Regions from separate parts of the Mus musculus genome. Here region 2 is linked to region 1. A link is a contact called in public HiChIP or PLAC-seq data. All regions are on one chromosome and are shown on one strand. Each heading gives the region's core, a stretch centred on a gene start, on an enhancer-like site or on the middle of the called end of the contact. The rest is flanking DNA. Distances are from core to core; before and after follow the strand shown.

Evidence for each region. HiChIP or PLAC-seq counts read pairs in DNA pulled down with a chosen protein or histone mark.
Region 2: an H3K27ac HiChIP or PLAC-seq map of the HPC-7 cell line shows a contact between it and region 1, with 5 times the contacts expected there. The contact joins the promoter of Hmbs here to the enhancer-like site in region 1. A contact is called at or near these places in 1 of 39 promoter capture datasets (neural stem cells), 1 of 484 Hi-C or Micro-C datasets (nephron progenitors), 5 of 115 datasets of contacts at active chromatin or transcription factors (the HPC-7 cell line, the SCID.adh cell line, embryonic stem cells and 1 more) and 3 of 9 other capture datasets (adipose tissue, liver and pancreatic islet).

Annotation. Positions count from the first base shown.
Region 1 is chr9:44,189,608-44,197,070 of GRCm38.p6, reverse strand. The region is part of intron 2 of Cbl (Casitas B-lineage lymphoma); the gene reads left to right. Among named protein-coding and RNA genes, the nearest start is that of Cbl, 41 kb to the left of the region's middle. Within about 2 kb of position 2,825, at least 26 of the 459 cell types and tissues checked have an H3K27ac peak or open chromatin away from gene starts, as enhancers often do. A contact at or near this core is called in the HPC-7 cell line, where this site is marked.
Region 2 is chr9:44,339,673-44,347,135 of GRCm38.p6, reverse strand. It overlaps Hmbs (hydroxymethylbilane synthase), which reads left to right and starts at 4,755. Exons shown (of 14, transcript NM_001110251.1): 1 at 4,755-4,915; 2 at 5,065-5,118; 3 at 5,438-5,510; 4 at 5,872-5,921; 5 at 6,005-6,060; 6 at 6,371-6,448; 7 at 7,411-7,463. The coding sequence starts at 5,083.

The sequences.
Region 1 (7,463 bases), core at 1,576-4,075:
TGTATCTGTAGATTGGACTGATGAAGACATTTTATATAAAATACATTTCGTATAAGTGGAGCTGTATAACGTGTATGACCATCACTTACTGTCTGCTTTCTTTAATTCAGTGTGGTTTTACAACTTGTCCATATTTATAGTATGTATCCATACTTTCCTTTTGGGGTGGGGAGAGAAGCTAGCTGAGACAGGTGCACACTGTAGCCTGCATTGTTCCAGAACTTGCTATGCAGCCCAGGTTGGTCTTGAGTGTTCAAGTCAAGTCCCCCACAGCCTCATTAAGGACTGGGACTGTAGGTGTGAGCTCCTATACCTACTACTCCATTCATCTTGATAGTTAATTTCGATCTGTTTGAACATTTTGTTTATAGTTATTTGAGTTTAGACATTTTAGCTATTATAAGTATTATTTCTATGAACACTTGTGTACAGATTTTTGCATGCTATTTTCAGTTCTCTTTGCTACATCCTGGGAGGGGAATTGCTGAGTTATAGAGCAACTAGTTTTTAACTTTTTGAGGAAGCTTCAGACTGTTTACACAGAGGCCTCTGTGGCACGCACTCTGCTAGCAGTGGACTAAGGTTCTGAGGGCTCACCAGCACTTGCTACCTGCAGCCATTCTCCAGGGTGGAAAACGGTATCTGGGGGTTTTCAAGACATTTCCATAGTGAGTCATCTTCTCATGGGCCTGCGGATCTCTGAAGAAAGACCTAGTCAAATCCTTTGCCTTTTTTTAAATTTAAAATTTAGTTTGCTTTTATTTATGTATATGTGCATATTATGTGTGCTGTGGAGGGAGTTGGGTTCTCTTGAGCTAGAGTTCTGAGGCATTGTGAGGCATCTTGATGTGGCTGACCAAACTCAGGTCCTCTGCATGAACAGGAAGTGCCATTAACCAAGGAGCTCACTCTCCGGCTCCCTGTTCTGTTGTTGTTGTCTTTTTTTTTTTTGAGACATCCTAGAACTAAATATGTAGATGATGGTGACTTTGAACTCTTGATCTTCCTGCTCTACCTCCTACCTCCCAAGTTGTACAGTTAGAGGCATGCACCACTCTTCCCCCAACCTCCCAAGTTACTGTCTTTTTGTTGTTTGCTTGTTTTGAGATGGGGTCTTCAATGTAGACCAAGCTGGCCTAAATGCTGGAATTAAAGGTGTAAGCCACCACATGCCTGACCTTAGCTCTTTGTTTTTATTGTTTTCAGTACTGGAAACTTCATGGTTTGTAGGCCTTCTGCTCATTTTAAAATTGTGTCCACCTTATCCTATTGAACTGTAACTATTCTTTACATAATCTGCCTACTGAACTAGCATCCTATTATCTATACTGGGAGAAGTGATTTGTAAGGTTTCACTCTCATTCTGTATGTCTTTTCACCTCAATACTATCTTCTGTGGTAACAAAATATTTAAGCTTTGATGGAGTCTAGTAGTACTTTTGTACTTTTAAGACTATGGCAAAGGCCAGACAAGTGTAGTGCTGCATGCTTACTGTCCAGCATTCTGGGAGCTGTAACAGGGGTATGACTATGAATTCAAAGCCAAACTGGACTTCGAGGACAGACTTTGCTACAGAGCCCTTGTCTCCAAACTCCCTTTCCTCCATATTACCTAATTCAAGGTTTCTCTGAGTAAAAGACCTGGCTGTCCTGGAACTGTATCTCATCTAGGCTGGCCGCAAACTCATAGAGATTCTCCTGACTCTGCCTTCTGAGTGCTGGGGTCAAGGGCTGTGTGTGGTGTTGTTTTCCCTTGTTTTTTCTTATTAGTTTTAGCTCTTGTGTTTGTTTGGTTATGAGTTCATATATTTATTGTAGGTTTTCCTTTATGAAGTAAAGGTCCAGATCCATTCCTGGCCTTTTCTGATGCTGGCTTCTTACCAAAGAACTTCCTTACTGCACTGGGTCAGCAGCACCCTTAGTTATAGTCTCAGCTTTGGTGAACTATAGAGTAATTGATTAGTCCTGAATAGAAGCTGAAAGGGGCTGGTTACAGAGTGGAACTGGATTTAAAAAATGGCTCATATTCATTATAGATTATACTTTTCTGTTAAGTTATTCTTACCTTTTTATGTTATCAAATTTTTAATTATCCTGTATAATTTAGGAAAATTCAGACTTGACTAAAAGCTCATCTGCTAAGTACTCAGTAGAAGACTAAGGTAGTGTTGAGTGCTTTGTGGTAGCACGTGTCCAGGAACAAGTTAGAGCAGGGTTGATAGAAGCTGGTTGACTGAAGAAGCAGCCTTTTCTTAATAATTTGCAAAGCAAGGTTTTGTTTTGTTTTTTTAAGACAGGGTCTTACTATATAGACCTTAGCTGGCCTGGAATTCACAGAGATCTGCCTGTTTCTGCCTCCTGAGCATTGAGATTAAACAAGTGTGCCACCACATCTGGCTCAAAGCACACTCTTGACATTTTCCTCCAAAGAATGGTGATACTCCACAAACTGGATCATGTTTGCACACCTATAGTCCTTTCTTAGAACATGTTTCTTCAGAACATGTGCTAAATGCTACCGATAGATAATGACAGCTATCTCAGTGTTTAAGAGTTAGCTTGGTGAGAAATGATTTCTAGTCTTACATGGAACATTTCTTGCATTTTGGAGAGGGTAGGAACATGTGGCTGTCTTTTCAGTCGCAGAGAGAGATGATCATGAGCGGCTGTTAGTGGAAGGAACAGAAGTGGGCAGAACCTGTTGTTTTAAAGGGAGCACACCAGGTCTGGTGGCTTGGACCAGTGTCTGAGTGGGATAAAGGCATAGAACAGTGGAAGCCACTGAGGTTTCAAACAAGGGCATAGCATGTGACCTTGTTGGTATTTTACAATGACGGTATCAGTTGCTGTCTGTAAGACAGATAAAGGTTTGTGGCTGTGGCAGTAATGGAAGTAGAGAAGGGAGGAGGAAGTTGAAAGAAAAACAGATAAGAAATGGATTAGAGCTAAAATTAGTAAGAATTGTTGACACATTGGGAAGTGGAGTGTAGAAAAAAATGATGGAAGAATTGAAAATGGCTTCTAGTTTCATTAACTCTGCTGACAATGCTATGTTGATTCTAGCAGAGAACTCAGGCTGTAAGTATAGGAAGAAGCAAAGAGTTTCATTTGGGGCATGTGTAAGTTTGATAAATTTGTTTGTTTGGCTTTTTTGAGACAGGGTCTCAATGTATGTAGCATTGGTTGGCCTGGAATTCACAGAGACCCACCTGCCTTCGCCTCCCAAGAGCTGGGCTTACACTATCACATCTGGCCAAGATTTGAAATTTTATGAGCCATTTAAAGAGAAGTTAAATAAACAATTGGCAATGTGATTAGGATTTGGGCTCAGAGGGACGACTTAGAATAAAGAAAGAAACTGGGTTCAGGGGTTTTTAGTCTTGAGAGCATCCGGGCGTGGTGGCGCACGCCTTTAATCCCAGTACTCGGGAGGCAGAGGCAGGCGGATTTCTGAGTTCCAAGGCCAACCTGGTCTACAGAGTGAGTTCCAGGACAGCCAGAGAAACCCTGTCTCGAAAAACAAAAACAAAAAAACAAAACAAACAAAAAAAAGTCGTGAGAGCAGTTTTATCTGAAAGAAGGGGCTGGAGAAGGGGCTCAGTTTGTCAAATTCAATCCCCACTATCTATGGAAAGGGCCATGGAAAAGTCCTAGGGCTGGGAGGTGTAGACATCCAGGGCCTAATGAGAGACTGTCTCAAAACATAAGATGGATGAGCTGGGCATCGTGTTGAGTGCCTTTAATCACAATACTCAGGAGGGAGAGGCTCTCTGTAACCTGGAGGCCAGTATGGGCTACACAGTGAGACCTTGTCTCCAAAAAAGGAAGGAGGGAAGGGAAGAGGAAAGGAGAAGGAAAAGGAAAGGAAGGGGGAGGTAAGGAAAAAGAAAGAAAGATGGACCCCAAGGAACAGCGCGGGATTTGAGGTTGATCACGCACAGGTTTAAAGCATTTATATGAACCTAGATTCCTAGAGAGTAACTTGGCCAGAAAGCTCATGAAAGATAGGTGTGTCAGCTGGTAGGGAAATGTAAATCAAAACCACAGTGAGGCACTACTTCACACCCACTAGGAAGTGTATCATCAGAAAAGGAAAGTAATAGATACTGCTGAGGAGGTAGAGAACTAGAATCATGCGTCATTAATGGATATGAAAAACTGCAACCATGTAGAAAAGTTTGGCATTTCTTCAAAACGTTCAACAGAATTAGCATATCATCTTCTAGCTTTCTAAGACATATATTTCTAGAACTGTAAGCAGGAACTTGATCAGATATTTGTATATCCATGTTCATTGCAGAAGTGTTCATGACAAGTAGACGTGGGATACACTCCACATTTATCAGCAGATAAATGGACAAACGAAATGTTGGTGTACAGTTGCAGTTGCCTGGTGTGTACCCAAGCTTCTGAATTCAGTAGGCATTCACCGAGATTCTGGAGCATAGCATTCACTGCAGGACTGCCATAGCTAAGTTAGGGAACGAGCTGAGGTGTCCAACAACAGGAAATAACAAAAGTGTGCCATTTGTACAGTGAAACCTTTTCAGCCATAAAGGAAAATGAAATTCTGTCATTTCAAGAAAAATGAATGCAAATGAAGGCAGTATTAGTCATAAGTGAGTTAAGCCAATCACAGAAAGCCATATGTATATCATTGTTTTCTCTTGTTTATGATTTCTAGATTTTTCTATAGTCAACATAAAGTCATGCACACAGATATTAAGTGACAAAGTAAAACTGTCTAGGGAAGTGGTGGGGACTAGTAGGGCTGAGAAAAAGGAGGGTGTGAGTATGGGGAGGGGATATGTTTAACATATTGTATAGAACTCTAGGAAAATTAAATTTGTATTATTCTGTATGCACACACACCTCAGCAGTTGGTTCTTTCCTACCTTGTGGGGTCCAGAAATCTGAGGTCAAACTCAGGTCTTGTGCACAGGCATCTCTGTCCAAGCCATCTCACTGGCCAGGTAAGTTTCAATACTCACCTGTAAGAAGGGGTAGAATGCACATACAAGCTACAGCACAGATTAATTGTGAAGACAGTTTGCTGATTGAAATAAGCCAGATCTAAAAGGACGTTTTATGATTTTACTTATGAGGTATTTAGACTGTGCAAATTTATAAAGACAGGTATAATAGAGTATTGGGAACTAAAAGGAGGGGAGAGGTGGTTACTGCTCAATGGTCATATAGCCAGAATAGATGAGTTCTAGAAATGGTAGCATTGAGGCACGTTCCTGAAATTCTGCTGTGCTGAGACAGGAATATCACTGCAGGTTCAAAGCCAGTGTGTGCTGCAAGGCTAGGGCCTATCTTAACAAACCAACTATTGCCATCATTGTAGCACCCACCTGCAGTCTCAGCTCTCAGGAAGACCAGAGACACTGAAGGTCATTCTCTACTGGATGGAAAGTTTTAGCCCGCCCTGGGATACATCATAACATGATGCTCTGTCTCAAAAAGATAAGAATGGGGTATATGGTCAAATGCATATATACAGGTGTAAAATGTATCAAGAGTAAGCACTATTGAAGAAAAAGGGAATGTAAATAAATCTGGAAATGGATAGTGGTTATGGTTATATGATATTGTTGATGTTGTGTGCTAGAAATGGCTTAAGTGATCTTAAGAAAAAAATGCCTTTTTAAAAAAGCTTGCATCACTGTTGCATTGCGTAAGTACTTTCCTAAGGTTGGCCATATTGCAACAGAACTTGGTGTTCTTCTCATTGTGTCACACAGAATGTCTAAAGAAACAAAGCACTTCACTGTGGATCTAACAGGAGTAATTATTAAAGACGTCTGCTTCAATAAAGGAGATTCAGAAAGTGTGTGTGTGTGTGTGTGTGTGTGTGTGTGTGTGTAATGTGTATGTGTGGGTACAAGTGCCGTGGCTCATGTAATTTGAGTAAGCTGTAGGCATTGAACTTGTGTTGTCAAGGTTTAAGACGAGTACCTTTAATCACTGAGCCATATTGTAAGACTCTGTTAAGGGAATTCTTAAAGTGCAAGCAAACAGTATTTGGTTTTACGAATACAGCTGTGCCAGGCGTGGTGGCGCACGCCTTTAATCCCAGTGCTCGGGAGGCAAAGGGCAGGCGGATTTCTGAGTTCGAGGCCAGCCTGGTCTACAGAGTGAGTTCCAGGACAGCCAGGGCTACACAGAGAAACCCTGTCTCGAAAAACAAACAAACAAACAAACAAAAAAGAATACAGCTGTATTTTGACTGCATAAATAGTTTGGTGTGTTGTCTTGATTGTGTCTGGAATCGGCAGTCTTGTCCACTGTTTCCTGGGCCATGAATGCGAATGTCACTAGAGTGGAAAAAGGCATGTTGTGTGTAACATTTTACGGAGGTAATTTTAGTATTTCAGACTGTCTGAAAGGGCCCTGAGAACTATTGTATTCATCTATTTCTAAATTAATTTATTATAAGTTTGCACATGTCATGACACACATGTGGAGGTGAGAAGGGCAGCACCGATCTGTCTCCTTAGCCCGAAGCATAGCTTTGTAATAATGTTAACATTCTGTGGGAGCTTCCTCGAGTGCTGTTGAGATGCCAGTTTCTGTCACACTTGGGAAAGCTCCTGTCACTGTTTCTGTCTCTCCCATTTCTCCTTCAGGAGACTGCTTAATGTTCCATTGGCCACTACGACTACATCGATCCCCTCCCCAGTATTTTAATTTAGAAAGTTTCTACTACTCTCTTCAGCTTATTGTTGTTTTCTACTAAAGCACTGGTTCCCAACCTGTGGGTCTCCGCCCTTTCACAAGGGTCACATATCAGATATTTACATTATGGATCATAACACTATCAAAATTACAATTATGAAGTAGCAAGAAAATAATCTTAAGGTTGGGAGTTTCCACAGCAGGATGAACTGTATTAAAGAGTCACAGCATTAAGGAGGTTGAGAACCACTGCTCTAAAGTATTTGCTATTAATCTGCCCATTTAAATTTTCATTTCTGAGACTGGAGAGATGGCTTAGTGGTTTAAGAAGACTGGCTGCTCTTTGAGAGAGCCAGGGTTTGATTACCAGCACACACATGGTGGCTCACAGCTGCCTGCAACTCTAATTTCAGGGAACCCAGTATATTCTTCTGGGCTCTGAGGACACCAGGCCTGCATATGGTGCATAGGCATACATGCAGGCGAGATATCCATATACATAAAGTAATAAATAAATAAAAAGGCTCAGTGGTTTATAGTACTAGCTGCTCTTCCAGAGACCCTGGGTTCAGTTCTCAGCACCTGTAACTCTGGTCTCAGAGGATCTGGCACCTTTCTCTGATCTCTGCCCAAGACATACAAGGGCATACATGGAGGCAAAATACTCATACACATAAAAAAAAGTAAATAAAAGGAAATTTCAGTGTCTTACTAAAAATAATAGAAATTTTCAGCTTTTGAGGTCGAATCGACTTATTTTAAATTTGTATTATTACTGCATG
Region 2 (7,463 bases), core at 3,506-6,005, 150 kb before region 1:
GTCAGATAAGCAAGAGAAAAGATCTTTTGTTTAAACATTTTCCCCCTTTTGAAGTTGTCAGGTTAAAGATTATGTTACTATGCTTACGGTATTTGGGGCCCTGTCAGTAAATTGTGCTCCTGTGAGATTGTTTAAAGAAAGTAACACGAGCCAGGCATGGTGGTGCATTTAGTACTGAGGAGGCAGAGGCAGGCAGATCTCTGAGTTCCAGGCCAGCTGGGGCCACACAGTGTGTCCCTGTCACAGTAAAAAAAAAAAAAAAAAAAAAATCATGGGCTCTGAGTTAAGCAGCTTTGTTTTCTGGGTTTGGTGAATTCCCTTTGTATTGTTTAGAAAGCCTTTGGATGTAGCCCTGCCTAGCCTTGAACTTGTGACAGTTGTCTTTAGTCTGTTTAGGGCTGGGCTTACAGGTGGCCACTCCGTTGGCAGTTAGACTGGATCAGACTGCCGAGACTGAGTCCTGCCTGGCTGTATTATTGGATTTCGAGCTCCTTTACATTCATTTGGTATGTGTGTGATGTGGAGGTAGGGTGGGCAGGTCAGAGGTCAGCTCTCAGAGTGGATTCTCTTCCACCTTTACCATGGATTAGAACGGGTCAGACTCAGGCCACCATGACTGCACAGGTAAGTGCTTTGCTTACTGAGCCATCTTGCAGCTCCAGGGCCATTCTTTTTCATTTTGACATGGGTTTTTTTTTTTTTTTTTTTTTGGTTTTTCGAGACAGGGTTTCTCTGTAGCCCTGGCTGTCCTGGAACTCACTTTGTAGATCAGGCTGGTCTTGAACTCAGAAATCCGCCTGCCTCTGCCTCCCAAGTGCTGGGATTAAAGGGGTGTGCCACCACACCCAGCTCGACATGGGGTCTTCCTTTGTTGTCTAGGCAGGTCTTGAACTCCTGGGCTCAAGGTGTCCTCTTCTTGTCTCAACCTCCCCAGTAGCTGGGATCATGTGAGTGCCCCGCTCCTTCCAACCACTTAGGTCAATTTCTACTTTCTCAGAACCTCAGTTTTCCCATCTGGATATTACTTTGAATAGCAATTTTGACTTAAGAAACAAATGACCTCTGTACAATGCTTGATTCATTGCTATTAATCAAAGTAGTGGAAAGAACAATTTGTTTCTTGGAGCTAACCCAAGACCTTAGGCATGTGATACAAGGGCTGTGCATACCAGTCCAGCATGTCTGTGTTTGTGTGTGCTAGGGTTCTTTTTGCTTTTGAGACAGGGTCTTGCTATGCAACATAGTATAGAATTAAGAATCCTTTTGCCTCAGCCTCCCCACACCTGGCAAGCACTTTGGAGGCTGGGCATAGAGCTCAGTGGTGCAATGTATGCCTAGGACATGTGAAGCCTGAATCTGTCCCTCACAGTGTTGGCACTCCCACTCATCTCCAGGGTTGTACGCCCCACACATTCCCTTGTCTCCAGGGTTGCACGCCCCACACACTTGTCTCTAGGATTGCACACCCCACACACTCCCTTGTCTCCAGGGTTGCACACCCCACACACACCCTTTGTGAGGCAGGGTCTCACTATGTAGTCTAGTCACACATTTGCAGAGATTTGCCTCTGCATCCGGAGTGCTGAGAATAAAGGTGTGTACCATCTGGCTACCTGGACTTCCCTGGGGTGGGAGAGGGAAATAGGGTCTCTGGTAGCCCAGACTAGTTTTAAATCTACTGTGTGGTTGAAGTTGGCCTTGAGATCCTCTAACTCTTAAGTGTTGGGATTAAAGAAGTACCATCATGCCCAGCTTTTCACAATTTTTTGTAAGTTATATTTTTATTTTATGCATGTGTAGGTGCCTGCCTGTATGCATGTGCACCTCATGCATGCTTGGTGCTCAGGGAGATTAGGAAAGGCTGTCAGAACTTATAGAACTGCTGGAAACCAAACCCAGGTCCTCTGTAAGAGCAGCAAATGCTCTTAACCACTGAGCCATCTCTAGAGACCCTGACAGGACCTTTTATCTCTTTGGAAATTCAAGCATGGTGGTATATGTTCTAATGCTAGTTCAAGGCCATTCTGAGCTACATAACAAGTTTGAGGCTAGGCTACATGAGACCCTGTCTCAACCAACCAACCAACCAAACAAACAAGAAATACTCTCTACTATGGGGAGCTAAGGCAAGAAAATGGAAAACTTCAAGGCCAGCCTGGGCTCATAACAGCACAAATCTTGCCTCATTAAAACAAAACAAATCAACAAGAAGAAGAAAAAACAACTGTTACACTAATTGCTTATGCCAGCGCTGGAGAGGTGAGTCTGTCAAATTCTGAGGAGCCTTCTGAAGTTCTTTATGGACGATGAGAGCACCCTAGCAGGCAGGCATGGAAACTTGTTCAAACGGTCTGGGACATAATGGAGGGCAAGAGCTAACTCTGTCAGGTTATCCTAGGACCTCCGTATGCACCAACACTACACTGAATAAATGCAATATAAAATAGCCAGGTGAGGGGGTGGCTTTAAATCCCAGCACTTGGGAGGTAGGGGCAGGCTGATCTATGATGTATGTAAATTTAAGGCTAGTCTGGTCTACAGTGCTAGTTCTAAAACAGCCAGGGGCTACACAGATCCTGTCTCAAAACACCCCCCCCACCCCCCCCCCACACACAAAGTAAATAGGGCTGGAGAGCTTAGTGGTTAAGAGCACTGACTGCTCTTTCAGAGGTCCTGAGTTCAATTCCCAGAAACCACATGGTGGCTCACAACCATCTGCAATAGGGTCTGATGCCCTTTTCTGGTGTGTCTAAAGAAGAGAGCAATGGTGTACTCATATACATAAAATAATTTTTTTAAAAAGTAAAAGATAATAAAAATTGAAAAGGAAAAAAATCTTTTTGAGTTGTTCTGTGCAGTGGACTTGAGCGAAGAGGCTGGCTATGTCGCAATCCTAATTCCCGCCCAGAGGAAGGCACCGCCCCGTTGAGGGAGGGCAGCGGACGTGACGCAGAGCTCAGCAGGTCCTGCAGCCGGAGTGAAGTGCGGGCTCGGGCCCCATGTGCCTTCAGTCCCGGCCGGCCCAGGTCGCCGGCTTCTGCAGACACCAGGGGACCGCAGCGGCACTGCCGCGCCTGCGCCCTGGGCGGAGTCATGTCCGGTAACGGCGGCGCGGCCACAACCGCGGTGAGTTCTGAGCCGGTGACCGATGACCCGCACTTCTCGGGGCTTTCTGGGTGCAATGATTGGCCCCGGGTTGCCATGTTCTCGTCGTCTATTGGTCGGAATAGTTAGCTGTCATTTTCCCCCCCCCCCCAAGGTTTTTTTTAAAGGGCCAGTAACTAGGTTGCCCTAAGGCAGGGAAGGAGTGATCTCGAGCAGTGGGGGCGGGGTTGTGAGTGGAAAGGTGGTCCGCCCTGGGATTCCATCCCTGTAGGCTCTGGCTGGATCTCTGTTGTTCCCGGCCAGTAAAGGATTATACACAGACAAGATCCTTTTCACGAAGAAGGGGCTGAGGCAAATCCAGCTATCTCGGAATACGATCCACTTCATTCAGGGGAGAGCACACCCCACTTCTTAAAACTGTATACAAACATCTTGGAGGTTACACGCCTTCTCCCGTTCACCGTTATGAAGTCACCCAGCCTTAGCCACCCACAAAAGTCCTAGTAGAGACACACCTGAATTGCTATTGTGAGCGGGGGAACCCACCCCTGGGCCTTGTCATTTCTGGCCTGCCTGGAAAGTTCTGAACTTGTGGGCAGGCTGCCTGAGATAAGGCTGAGCTGGGAAGCCTGCTTATCTCCTGCCCAGGCAGTAAGCAGTAGTCTTGGCTATGAAAACATTTTTAGAGCACAGGGTTAGGGTAGGAAGGCCTGGATTTCAGCACCCACTTTCTGTCTGTTCATAGCTGTGAGATGTTTAGACAGTAATTTGACCACTCTGCATCTTTGCTTCTGTGACACGGGTGGAAGTACCTACCCTGTCTAACCTAGTAGGGTTGTTGCAAGGACAATATGCAGACACGGCTCAAATGCTGTTCTGGGTCAATTAATTAAAAAACAAATTGTTTGAACTTAGCAATTCCTTTCTATGGGCTCCCTGTTGTCCGAAATTTCTGTGTTATTTCAAGCCCAGCTAAATTGCAAAGGCTATCTCAGAGTCGTTTGTTGGAGGGATCTTCAGCAGTGGAGTAGACTGGAGTCCAAGAGCAAGTTTTCACCTTCAGTGACCAAGAACTTGAGTGTCTGGTTATAGAAGAACCTGTGAGATGAGGAACCTGGTGCAGGGAAGGGGGACAATCTGTACAGTGACTCCTGTCCCCTTTGTATCAGACTGCAGAACCCAGTTCTACCTGCTTGGCCCTAGACACCTTTATCCAAGGCGCCTTAACAAAAGAAAGAGGTGTGTCCTTTTGAGCTCTTGGCTCTGGCTTAAGACACCAGAGGAAGCCAGTAGGCAATGACTGTTAGGCAGTTTATTCTTGTAGTCTTCTGGGACTTCTTGAGGCATGAGGTGGCCTTTAATTTAACAAGCCCTTGATGGGATGATGTTCCCAAAGTCACCCAGCCAAGGGCATGAAAGGGCTGTACATTAGCTTGGTTGATTTCAGTCCTTGTTAGGAGTACATCCTGGTGGTACTAAGGGATGCTTAGTGACTCACCCAGGGCTTAGTGAGGCCTTCTCAAGTGCCTGAGTTGTTGTGGACAGTGAGCTTGTTCTCTAGCAATGGGAGGCTTCGGCTGTCCTGCCCCAGCTTCTGTAGGCCCCACCCTCCAGCAGGGCCCACCCTCACTGTGCCGAGGCTGATGGGCCTTATCATTTTGCCCACCTGGCTGTGTGCAGCCCTCCCACTCAGAACCTCCTTGGCCAGGCTGGGCTTTGGGGCTCAGTGTCCTGTTGCTGCTGCCACAACAGATCCTATTACAGCTTTTCCTCTGGTCTTGCTTCTCTGGATCCCGTAGGAGGGCAGAAGGTACCAAGGAAGATTCAAGGACCAGTCCTGGGAGTCTCTCCTTCCTAGCAGCCTCACCTGCCTAGGACCTGGGAGTCCTCTTTCCTAAGCCTGTGATCCTAGTTCTTTGAATGAGGAAAAGATCGTAACCTAGGGACTTTCTTCTGCAGGAAGAAAACGGCTCAAAGATGAGGGTGATTCGAGTGGGCACCCGTAAGAGCCAGGTGAGTACAGACATAGCGCGTTGTCTCAAGAATTGTAATGCTCACAGGGTCACTAGTGGGACCCAGAGACTCACAGGGTCACTAGTGGGACCCAAAGGCTAGCATTGAGCAAATAAGAGTGTGTGAGAGTCGATTTCATGGGGTACAGAAAAGAGAGTCTCTGGAGCAGGGAAATGATTGGGGTACAGAGAAGGGACTCTCAGGGCAGGCCTCATGTGAGAAGTCTAACCCCTTTCATTGCTTTCTTGGTCCATATGAGGGTCTGAGCCTGGGCCAGTGGCCAGGGGAGGTGAGAAACCATCTGACTCTCTTTCCCCAGCTGGCTCGCATACAGACCGACACTGTGGTGGCGATGCTGAAAGCCTTGTACCCTGGCATACAGTTTGAAATCAGTAAGTTTTCTTGAGAGGAGTGATTGGTAGTGAACGGGAAGCCAGTGAACCGGAGGACAGGGCATCTCTGGCTTTGCCTGTGGTCAAAGCCTGCCTTGTAAGACTATTCTGGCTGCTTGTGAAGGGAAAGAAAGATTGTCTCCTGTGCACATCTCCTCCAGCTGCCCGGGCTAGCCTGACATTTCATACTTTCTGCTTTGGGTTCTTTTATGAGTATGTCTGCTTTTTCTGTCGGTGTGTGTATCTGAGAGAGTAGGGGCTGGGTCTTCTATGCCTCAGACTCCACTGTGAATCCAGTCAAGGCCTGAACGAGGGGTGACTCAGTAGGTGTTAATGGGTATCTGATTGACTCTCTCCTCAGTTGCTATGTCCACCACGGGAGACAAGATTCTTGATACTGCACTCTCTAAGGTAACGCCAGTCCTTGTCCCCATTCTTCTTGTCCCTCTCCCACGTGTAAGGGGTTCACTCTGAGGCTCTCTCTTGCCTGGCAGATTGGAGAGAAGAGCCTGTTTACCAAGGAGCTAGAAAACGCCCTGGAAAAAAACGAGTGAGTGAGGATGGAGGAATGTGGTACCCCGAGCCTAGAACCCCAAAGTGGCTCCCCAATATTGGCAGGACTGTCGGGTTAGACTGTGGAGCTCACAGGCTTTCACAGAGGAGAGAGCCTTGCCTTGGAGTAGCCTAACTACCTGGGGAATCAGACTGTCTGGGGAAATGGGGTAGAGTAGTTGAGAAGAGACCAGGTCTTAGATCTTAAGATGCTATCTTCCTGAACGGTCAAGGATGCTGGGGTGGGTGGTGGAGGTAAGGTCACCTACTCAAAGCCTCTCTCTGTGTCCTCCCCATGTCGTCTCCAGAGTGGACCTGGTCGTTCACTCCCTGAAGGATGTGCCTACCATACTACCTCCTGGCTTTACTATTGGAGCCATCTGCAAGTAAGCGGGGAGGACATGCATGGGAGGGAGGGCCCTGGGCAGGATTAATCCTACTGTGGGAATCTTTGAGTTTTTTTTTTTGTTTTGTTTTGTTTTGTTTTTTTTTCCATTTGGAACTTGACCGCTTAGCCCTCTGTTTTGAAGGTTGTCAGACATAGTGTGGCAGGAAAGCCAATTGGTTGACTATTTAGAGTTTGTGGAGTTGGGCTCAGTGGCACGGACCTGAAATCCCAGCTACTGGGGAGGCTAAGACAGGATCAGAGATTCTGGGCCAGCCTGGGCTACAGAGGGATTTGAACCAGCCCGAGGAACTTAGATTGTGCCTTAGGGGCACCAGAAGGCTGGCTTACAGTGGCTTAGGTGGTAAAGGCATTTGCTGTCAAGCCAATGACCTGAGTTCAGTCCGTGGGGTGCACTTGGTGAAAGAAGAGGGTTGAATCCCACAAGTTGTCATCTGACTCATGCATACATGCTGTAGAATGTTTATGCTCCTCATCTCATCAATGAAAATGGAAACAATCAAGGAAATGAAATATAAAACCTGCTGGGTGGTGGTGGCGCACGCCTATAATCCCAGCACTTGGGAGGCAGCCAGAGGCAGGTGGATTTCTGAGTTCGAGGCCAGCCTGGTCTACAAAGTGAGTTCCAGGACTATACAGAGAAACCCAGTCTTAAAAACAAAACAAAACTAAACAAAAACAAACAAACAAACAAAAAAAAAACCAAAAAAAAAAAAAAAAAGAAAAAACAAAGAAAGAAATATAAAACCTTTCCAAAGAAAATAAAATGAATTTGGCCTGGTGGCTCATGCCTATAATCTCAGCATTCAGGGAGCTGAGGCAGGAGGGTTATTGTGAGTTAAAGGCTAGCCTGGGGTACAGAGAAAATTTTAGGTCAGCCTGGGCTAGAGTTAAGCCTTATCTCCAAATGCTAATACCTTTATTTCATCATTTGCTTTGCAGACGGGAAAACCCTTGTGATGCTGTTGTCTTTCACCCAAAGTTTATTGGAAAGA